2 separate regions of the Mus musculus genome follow, and region 2 is linked to region 1. A link is a contact called in public Hi-C data. All regions are on one chromosome and are shown on one strand. The core of a region is the stretch at or near the end of the contact, and the rest is flanking DNA. Distances in the headings are between cores, read along the strand shown. Region 1 has its middle 37 kb from the start of Gm51552. Region 2 overlaps Gm31278 (a long non-coding RNA gene).

Region 1 (4,768 bases), core at 1,158-3,657:
CAATTTATAGACAGAAGGGTTTACTTGGGCTCCTGGTTCCACGGAAGTAAGAGTCCAACATGGCAGCAAGCAGCTGTCATAGGCTGGAGCAGGATGCTGAGAGCTCACATCAGGAGCCACAAACAGGAGCCACAAACAGGAAGCAGAGAGTAAACTGTTGGCAAAAATTTTTGAACTGTCAAGGCCACTTCCAGTGACACAAGAAGGCCATACAGCCAAAGCCTAAGCCTCCCCAAACAGTATAGTACCACAAACTGGGTGACCGTTCTCTCTCTCTCTCTCTCCCCCTCCCCCTCCCCCTCCCCTCCCCCTCCCTCTCCCCCTCCCTCTCCCTCTCCCTCTGCCTCTCCCTCTCCCTCTCCTTCTCCCTCTCCCTCTCCTTCTCCCTCTCAGACCTAAGTCACTTGATGTTTTGCCTATCCACTCACAAATGCTATAACTAGTATCAAAGTCCACTGTGGTTATTTGCTTAGAAAGCCCTGTTCCCTGTGAGACACTGGCCTCCTCTCCTGCAGGAACAGTGACTTATTAAAATCTGCATCTTAATTGAGAATGCTAAGAAATGCATGTCTTTTGAAAGAATAACATGAAAAAAATTAGAGGAATAGGCACAGAGGAGGACATGTTCTCCACCCATCTGCAGGTGACATTGCCCCCTAAACAATATTGTTCTGAAGTCCTTTGCAGTCAGTCAGCCGGGTGCTCAGCACCCCAATGAGGATAAAGCTCCTGGAATGTGGGTTTCAAAGAAGGCCAGATTAGTTATATTGACAATAGCTCTCCTCCACTTTCTCTCACTGGATAAATAGATTCAAAACTAGGGTGTTCCTAAGCAGGAAATGTCTGCTTCCAAGTCAAGCTATGTGCATTGAAGGTCTTAAACTTTACAAATGTCTGCTTTCTAGTTCCAAGTCCCCTTCTAAACTCTGGTTTGGAAGCTGAGGATCTGCTTGTATCTTTTCAACTTGGAAACAGAACCACACTTGTTGCATCCTGGCCCTTTGGCAAAGACAAGCTACAGACAAAGGACTCAGGCTCATCTCCAGGCCGTCTCCCACATGACCTCCTTTCTGCCACCTGAAACCTGGAAAGTAGAGTCAGGAAGCAATCAAAGGCAGGACCCCAACATCACCTCTGTTCCCCAGCTGAATCAGAAGCAGTCAGGCTGGGCAAACTCCCTTATTAAAAGTGGGCTCCCATTTGGACCTCCTCGCCCCTTTCAGTGAAAAAAAAAGTTAATCTCACCCTAACTCTGTTTTGTAAATACAAATACAAAGCCTGGCTCCAAAGTACCAGGGAGAACACATTTCCCAATAAGGAGGGAAATGGCATTTACAGGAAGGTCTGAAAGGCCCCTTCAGCAGCCTGCATTTTTGTAAGCCCTGTATGAAACCCGTATGTGGGCATGACTAATGGATCCACCTAATTAAATTTTTACAGCATTCCAGGGCTGGAGTGTCAAATGTTTGCTTCCAGCTTGTCTCCTTGTAACACTGTCAAGTAAGTCTTCCATCCCACCCCCTCCTACACACACCTTTTTTATTTTTTTTAAGGGATGTAAGCTGCATTCCAGTGCGGTATGAAACCAGAATTTGGCATTTAGCAAGATGGAATTTGAACCTTAAAAATACAGTTGACCTCATGACTCCTGTGGACTTTGGAGAAAGAGGGCTTGCGGAGGGTACTGTCTAAGATGCACTTCCCAAAGATCTCTCGCTCTTTGTCTTCCATAAAAAAAAGGTGGGGGCATGAAATTGGACCATGTGGAGATAGATGTTTAAGTTTGACATATGTCAATCAATCTTTGATGTTTTCGAAACTTGAAATTCTCCAGGTATGGTCCAAATATCATGAACATCAGGACTCCCTGGGGAGCTTGTGAAAATGCATGTTTCTGGAGTCTACGACAAATCATCTGAATCAGAATTTGGAAGCGGAGCCAGGTAGTCCAGAAGAATGAGTAACCACCCTGGTGGTTCCAGGGGACCCACAGAAGTTTGCTTCACCTGCATAAGAGACCTAGAAGAATCCATCACAGCGGGGAGTTCCCTGTCCCTTCCCCAAACCAGCCCACCCCTTCTACACAGTGTTATGAACACATATACACAAAAACAGGCAATGCATATGAATAAGGAACCCATCCTTATTTAGACATACTTGAGCCTAGACAACACACATATTTGGAAGTAAATCCTGCTTCCCACGTGTTCTAGTTCAAAGCATTATACCTCAGCTCTTGTTGGACCAAACTACCAACTCATCAAAGATTTCTCTTTCTAATTCATCATAGGGAAAAATCACTACCTATAAGCAACTCAGAAAGCCATCCTGCCCCCAGCCTCTATCCTAATGTGGTAATCTCCTCATGCCGTAACAGATGGTTGACTACAGTCAGAAATGTATGATGCAATTGTGTGAGTTCCTTGGCAGCCATTCCTCCTGGACCTGGTCTGAGGACAGATGAACCGCTGCCATACTGAGCCAAATAAACAGACTTGCAACCAATGGGACTTCAGAATTGGGAGTTCCCTACAGTGTCTTCAGGGAGCTGTTTGCTTTGAACACATTGCAGGACCTCACTGCACCCCAAACTCCTTTTCCATAAGCTGAAGGTCTCTGAAGATGAAACAAGTCTATGTGGGAATGGCCAAGGTCAAGGCACAGGATCAGCCAATAATAAGCAGCCGTGAACCAATGTCTATTCAACACATGGGAGAGTTCTCCCTCTGCATCCTGTCCCTTCCAGCTATGGGCTGGGAAATCATGTGTACTTTGCTTAACCCCTTGAAACATCATTCTCCTCACAGGTGTAGAAGGATCATTGCCACTGGAATCACAGACCTGTTGGGACAAATGTCATGTAGTGTAAGAACAGGGGACAGGATAATCCTGAAAAAAAGATGCGGCCCTCTCCTCCTCCATTTCTCTGAAAATATATCTTACAGCTTCTAATTTTGTGTTTTTAATGGAATTTTTGCATGTGTGAATATGTGTGTCTATGCATCTATATGATTTTCTAATGCTTTTTCCTCTGTTTCTATCTTTTGTCCTATTCCAATTTGGTTGGTTTTGTTTTCTCCACATTGTATTGTATTGTATTGTATTGTATTGTATTGTATTGTATTGTATTGTATTGAATTGTATTATTATTCCTTGGATGCCTGTTTTACATATACATATATATATATATATATATATACATATATATTCTCATATATTCATATATACACACACACACACACAATTAAGAAAAAAATCTGGGCATGAGTGCCTATAATACCATCATAGAAGGAATGAGACAGCCAAATCTAGGAATTCACTAAGCAGTCAGCACAGCCCAAAATACTGAACTTCGGGTCCAGTGAAAGAAAGACTATCTCAAGAGAATAAGGTAGAACATGGTAGAGTAAGACACCTGACCAACTCCCTTTGCCTTCACAGGCACACATACATATGTTTGCACCTGGACACACAAATCCATACACCAGAGAGAGGGGGCAGGGAAGCAGGAAGGAGAGGGAGGGGGAGAGGGAGGAGGAAAGGAGAGGGAGGCAGAGGGAGGGGGGATGGGAGTGGTGGGGGAGAGGGAGAGAGGAAAAAATGTCAGCCCCTTGAGGTTTACATGGGATTCCAAAGCTAATGCTTTCTTGGATGTCTAGCTAATTGTTACCATGAAGGAGGAGCAGGGCCTCCTAGGACCTCTGCCCTCTTTATCTTTCTCATTCCTGCACAGAAAGCCAGTACTGTCTCAGGAAGTGACCCCTAGCTTAACTGTTGGGTGGAAAACATGTTTGCCGATGGGATACCAAGGCTGATTGCGAAAGAGTGTCCTTAAAATATTCACAATTGCTCCAAAAGTTAAACATAGCATTACCCACATGGCCCAGCAATTCTATTTCTAGATATACACTCCTAAGAAATGAAAACAGAACTTCAAACCCTTGTATGAAAACAGTCACAGCAACATTATTCATAGTATTCAAAAGGCAAGGAGAGACCAAACATCCATCAACACATGATGGATAAACAAATACGGTGTCTCCATACAGCGGAAGAGTACTCAGCCATAGAAAGAATGACCAGCACCTACTACAACATAGGTTGGGTCTGAATTCACTAAGCTAAGTCGCAGAGCGAAGATACAAAAATTCACACCTTGTAAGACCTCATTTCTAAGAACTGCTCAGGACAGGTAAAGCCAGTGAAGAGCAAGCCATACATCAGTAATTGCCAGGAGAGGCATAGAGTAAGAGCTGATTGCCTAGTGGCTTGGAGTTTTCATGAAAGTCTTAGAAGTAAATCGGGTTCTGTTTTCACATACAAACACTTCCAGTACCACTGAAGCGTACACCTTAAAAATGCCAGTTTTACACTATGTGAATTTCCATGTGGGCGTTCGAATATGAAAGGAAGAAAATAGAAAGGAAAGCAGCGGTTGTCAGAGTCCAGTACGGATTCACCCTTTGAGGCAGGGAAGTCTCTTAAATCTCTTTCATTAAGACAAAGAAGGCAACAGCAAACAGAGCCAGCAGTTCAACAGATAAATAGAGCTGCAAGCCGATGGCGTCGCTGGAACAATCAGTGACCAGAGCAGCCGGGTTTTTAAAGTCAAGTTAACATGTTAAGTGTGCAAACAACACTGTCATTCCTTTTGTTGGCACGCTCTCCGACCCTCTCCATCAGCTCCCGAGCTTGGCACCCATCCTATTTTCTGCATGGCAGCTGTGCACAGATGAATAGTAAATCAAACATCCTAAAAACCCGTTGT
Region 2 (4,768 bases), core at 1,682-4,181, 530 kb before region 1:
TGAACACAAAGATTAAGGTGGAAGGCAAGGAGGGGGACTCAGGAGGGCCCAGGAGAGGGGTGAGACCAGGATGGACAGGAAGAACACCAGCGTAAATACCAGCGTAAGAGGTTTCTTTCTACACCAGTTTCCACTTCTGTTTCTCCGATGAGCCTACAAGGGCCCAGACATCAGTAGAGAGACAATGCTCATGGCTACTTTAATCAAAATCCCTGACAGAAACAGCTTGGGGGAGAAAGGGCTTATTTTGCCTCAGCGGTTTGCTTGATGGAGCATAGCGGGGGAGTCACGACAGAACTCATGGTGGCAAGATCTGTGGTGCAGACCTCTTGCGTTGTGGCCCAGCATTAAAGTGAGGATTACATTAGAACCTAGTGGCTTACCTGTACCAGCTATGCTCTGTCCCCTAAATGTGCCATAACGCTGTGAGCAGTTAAAATTGAAGCCCGTGTGGGACCTGCCAGATGAAAGACTGTATTAGTTACCTCTCTTGGTGCTATGATGAAGTGCTCGACACTAGCAACTTCAAGAAGGAAGGATTTATTTGCCGCCATAAATTCTAGGTACTGCCCATTATGGATGGCCGTGCAGTCACGACAGTAGGAGTGGCGGGAGGCAGTTGGTAAAATCACGCACGTAGTCTGAGAAGAGATGGCTGCTGGTGCTCGGCTTTCAGGAGCTTGGCTCATGGATCTGGTTAGGGTAGGACTTCCCTTCTCTATTAACAGAGTCTATTAACTTCCTCGTAGGTACACCTAGAGGTTTGTCTCCTAGGCGCCTGTAAATTTTGCCAATCAATACTAGCCAACACAAAAACACGGCGGATAGGCACGAGAGAGTAAATACAGAGCTATTCTTATAGCGTTGAAAAACAAGGTTTATAGAAACTGATGTGGGGACACACACGTGAGTATTGGACAACTGGCCAGAGGACAGAGGGACTAAGGTCTGAGGTTGTTGTGGAGCTGATCTAAAGCAAACATGCTTAGCTGGAACCCCTGACAGACAGATCTCTCTCTCTCTCTCCCCATCTCCCTCCCTCCCTCCCTCCCTCCCTCCCTCCCTCCCTCCCTCCCTCCCTCCCACTTCTTCTTCCTCCATTTCCCTCCCCCTCCTTCTGTCTTTCCCTCCCTCCTCCCCACTAACCGTGTGTGTGTGTGTGTGTGTGTGTGTGTGTGTGTGTTAGAGATGGACTTGAGGGCACCTGGCTCTCGATCCTATTTTCTGTACACTCAGTCCTCTGTGCTTCCTGCCCTTTGACATTTGGCCCTTGACCTTTGGTGTACCTCTCCCAGGCCTCTCCCCTCCCCCTTCCTATCCAGCTAAGCTCATTCTCAGCTACTCAGATTTCTATTCCTCACTTACTCCACAGGGCTTCATGTATCTCATTCCTTCTTCATCTCACTCCGGGATTCTTAAATGTCACCCTATTTCCACACTCAGGCATTTGCCAACACTCCCCTCTGGACTTTTTCTTAATAAGCTCCTGGGCTCTTGGCTCAGACCTTAAACATGTCACTTGATTAGTGTTTGAACATAAGCAAACAAAAAAAATGATAGCCTTCTATAAAGTGGCAAACATTAACTCTGGGATTTCTAAAACACACCCAACATTTTTAAAGACCTCTGGGAAAATATTAAATTAAAAACTGTCTGTGTTTTATACAACCTATGAGAACAGCCTCCCCTGTAGCCTAGGACTCACTTGCTCCCACCAGCATGTGTGAGTATAGACTGTTTGGTTATGACAGTCTTCCTGAAGAAATTGGTGATGAACATTGACTATAGCTCAACAATTCTTCCTCATGGCCAATTAAAAACAACCCCATCTGCAGCCTTCCTTCTTCCCTCTTGCTTCAGTGTGTGGGCTGCTTCTCTATAACTCAATAGAATCAGAGAAATTGATCTACAAAGAGATTTTTCAGATCTATAATTTTACCACAGTTGGGAGAATATGAATAGCTGAATTGACCACAGTGAACTCTCCACTGAAGGCTTGCCCCAGATATTCCTGGGGAAGGAAACAGGTTCACTGAGCATCTACTATGTTCCAAGTGCTAAACAAAGTGTCTCCTTGGTCCATTCCTATTCAGTCCTCTTAATGGCTCTGCAGCAAGATAGATTATCATCTCTCTGGTGTAGACAATAGAAAGGCAGCTTGGGATGTCATTGGCAAACGGTTTAGATTTACCCAAGTGGGAGAGCTAGGATTGAAGAACTTAAACTAACATTTGCTTTGGTTTTTTTGTTGTTTTGTTTTTGTTTTTTCAGCGAGTATGTGTGTGGGTGTGCACAGGGGCATGTGTGTGTTTGTGTGCAGACACACATCTATATTTAAGCATATGTGCATGTGTAAGCGTATTTATGTGGAGATCTGATGTCAACTTTGGGTGCTATTCCTCAGGTGCCATTCAGCTTGGTTTTTATCATGTGTGCACCTTTGTGTGCATATGGAGGCAAAAGGAAGATGACGGGTGTCCTGCTTTGGCTTATCCCCTTGAGACAGGGTTTCTGTCTGGACCTGGAGCTGGATTGAGAGCCTCGCCAGCCCCAGTGATTGTTTTGTCTTCCCCACGATGCTGCAGTTACAGGCACTTGTGGGATCTCCTGAGAGATGGTGTAACAACACCTTAGGATTTAAACTCAGGCTGACATGCTTGTGTCCCAAGTGTCCTTACCCATGGAGACACCTCCATCCCTCTCCTTATTTTATTTATTTATTCTTTTGAGACAGAATCTCTCACTGAACTTGGAGCTTGCAGAGTAGGTGAAGTTGGCCTAATTTGATCCTCTTCAGGGATTATGCGTGAGTGCCACCATGCCTGGCTATTCCGGTGTCTGGGATCAAACTCCGGCTCTTATGCCTACAAGTACTTTCCTGATTGAACCTTGTCCCCAGCTCTTCCTAACACCTTTGACCTTAGCCCTGTTTCAGCAGCCACACCTCCAATGGTCACCGGCTTAGTGACCTGTTCTTGGAGCCATCCCTTTCGAGATGAGTGTGTCATAGCAGTTAAGAGTTGGGTCCCTGTCTGTTGATAGCAGGGTGACCTCAGGCAAGTTTAGAGTAGGCATCTAAAACCAACAGGTCCTAAATCAGGAACCTTTGATCACTGACCTATCTATAATAGATAGTTCCACACCTGATCCCATGTGACAGGTCATGGTGATATCCAGGCTCATTTAGGATATTTAATAAAATCATATTCTTGTGATATATAAGGTAGTATGAAACCCTTCTCAAATGTTTTGCTTATATTTGTCTCTGATTCTAAAAACTATCTCATCATGCATGTGCAAGCATGCTACACTTTGGGAAATCCCCCAGACCGAATCATTTGCAGCCTCTAGTGCTTCAGGTAAGGGGTGAATTAATGTCCCAGTCTCAGTACACCAAACTAGAGGCTGGAACATTTTAGCATTAGAGCAGATGCTGCTTAGAAAGGAAGGCCTGAGTACTGTGCCTGTACCAGTACTGGATACTCAGTCAATACCAAGTGTTATTTCCTTTGGGGAGTTACTTCTCAGAGCTTTCAATAGCTCATGTGTAATCTGGGGAGATGACAAGAGGAACCTCTCTGCCATCACGCATGTGCCACAAAGGTAAACTGACATGACAGGCTGCTGTACATGATCAATCTTCTCTCTCCCTCTGCCATTCTCTGCCTTCTTCACTACCCCTCCCCCTTACCTGCTTATATACTTATTTTTGTTAACATGGCTCTATCTTGGTGGAGAGAAAGCTCAGTGGTCAAGAGTGCTTGCTGCTCTTGCAACAGCCCTGAGCTGAGTTCCCAGCACTCACACCAGGCAGCTCAGAACCACAAGGTGAGCATCCTGGCTCTGGGCTTTGAGCAACTCTGTTTCACCCAATGTAGTTGGATATTGTTTACGGTATTAAGAGAGCTGTTAGGTAAAATGCTATTCTCATTTGATGCTGATTTTTTTATTAAATAAAAGTTTGGCTTCCTTGAGATGAAAAATATTTTTTCCTCTTTGGCAGATAGAAGAGAACCAATCTATTAATTGACTCTCTGCTTCTAAATGGCACTTTCTTGGTGCTACAGTGGTCTCCTCAGTGAGTATTTAATTTAAATATATTGCTGGATTTCCAGTGAATAGTATATTATTTAGCATTTTCATTTATATTCCCATATGAGAGTGAAATGCAGTTTGTACCTCAGAATATTTCAACTCAGGGGCATAGCCATACTCACTGCTTGAAATAAATTGGAGAATTATCTTTCCTTTGTGTATATTTGGAATAAGGTTATCTATTGTGAAAATGAGTTAATCTTTGCAACTACCTGCCTTTCAATCCCCTGGATCCCAAGACATCTTGTTTAAGTGATTATGTGTGACTTTTTTCCCTTCAGTTTTTGAAAATAAATACTTATTGATCTAGACAGATGGATCGATTTTAATAGCCTCTTGGAAAATGTTTCAAACATTTCTCTGTGATTTTTCAAACACATTATTATAATTTGGTACAATGCTCTGATTTAGAAATCTCCTTCCAATCTTCTGCATATATAGAACTATGTGCCTTCTTTCCCAATTCTCCTCCCTTTCGTTTTTTGAGGGAGGGGATTCTTTGACTTTATTTTCTGTCTAGCTACATAGTCCAAGTCTTAGACATTCTGATGCGCTGTGTTGTATGTGTGTGTGTGTGTGTGTGTGTGTGTGTGTGTGTGTGTGTGAGAGAGAGAGAGGGAGGGGAGGGAGGGAGAGGGAGAGGGAGAGGGAGAGGGAGAGGGAGAGAGAGAGA

What was found. A called contact is a pair of places that touch in the nucleus more often than the background predicts.
Region 2: a contact with region 1 is called in a Hi-C map of liver, with 4 times the contacts expected there. The contact joins two enhancer-like sites. A contact is called at or near these places in 1 of 484 Hi-C or Micro-C datasets (liver) and 1 of 115 datasets of contacts at active chromatin or transcription factors (kidney).

The regions. Positions count from the first base shown.
Region 1 is chr8:115,753,895-115,758,662 of GRCm38.p6, reverse strand. No RefSeq gene overlaps it. Among named protein-coding and RNA genes, the nearest start is that of Gm51552, 37 kb to the right of the region's middle. Within about 2 kb of position 2,407, at least 32 of the 459 cell types and tissues checked have an H3K27ac peak or open chromatin away from gene starts, as enhancers often do. A contact at or near this core is called in liver, where this site is marked.
Region 2 is chr8:116,280,679-116,285,446 of GRCm38.p6, reverse strand. All of the region lies in intron 2 of Gm31278 (a long non-coding RNA gene), which reads left to right. Among named protein-coding and RNA genes, the nearest start is that of Gm31278, 69 kb to the left of the region's middle. Within about 2 kb of position 2,931, at least 6 of the 459 cell types and tissues checked have an H3K27ac peak or open chromatin away from gene starts, as enhancers often do. A contact at or near this core is called in liver, where this site is marked.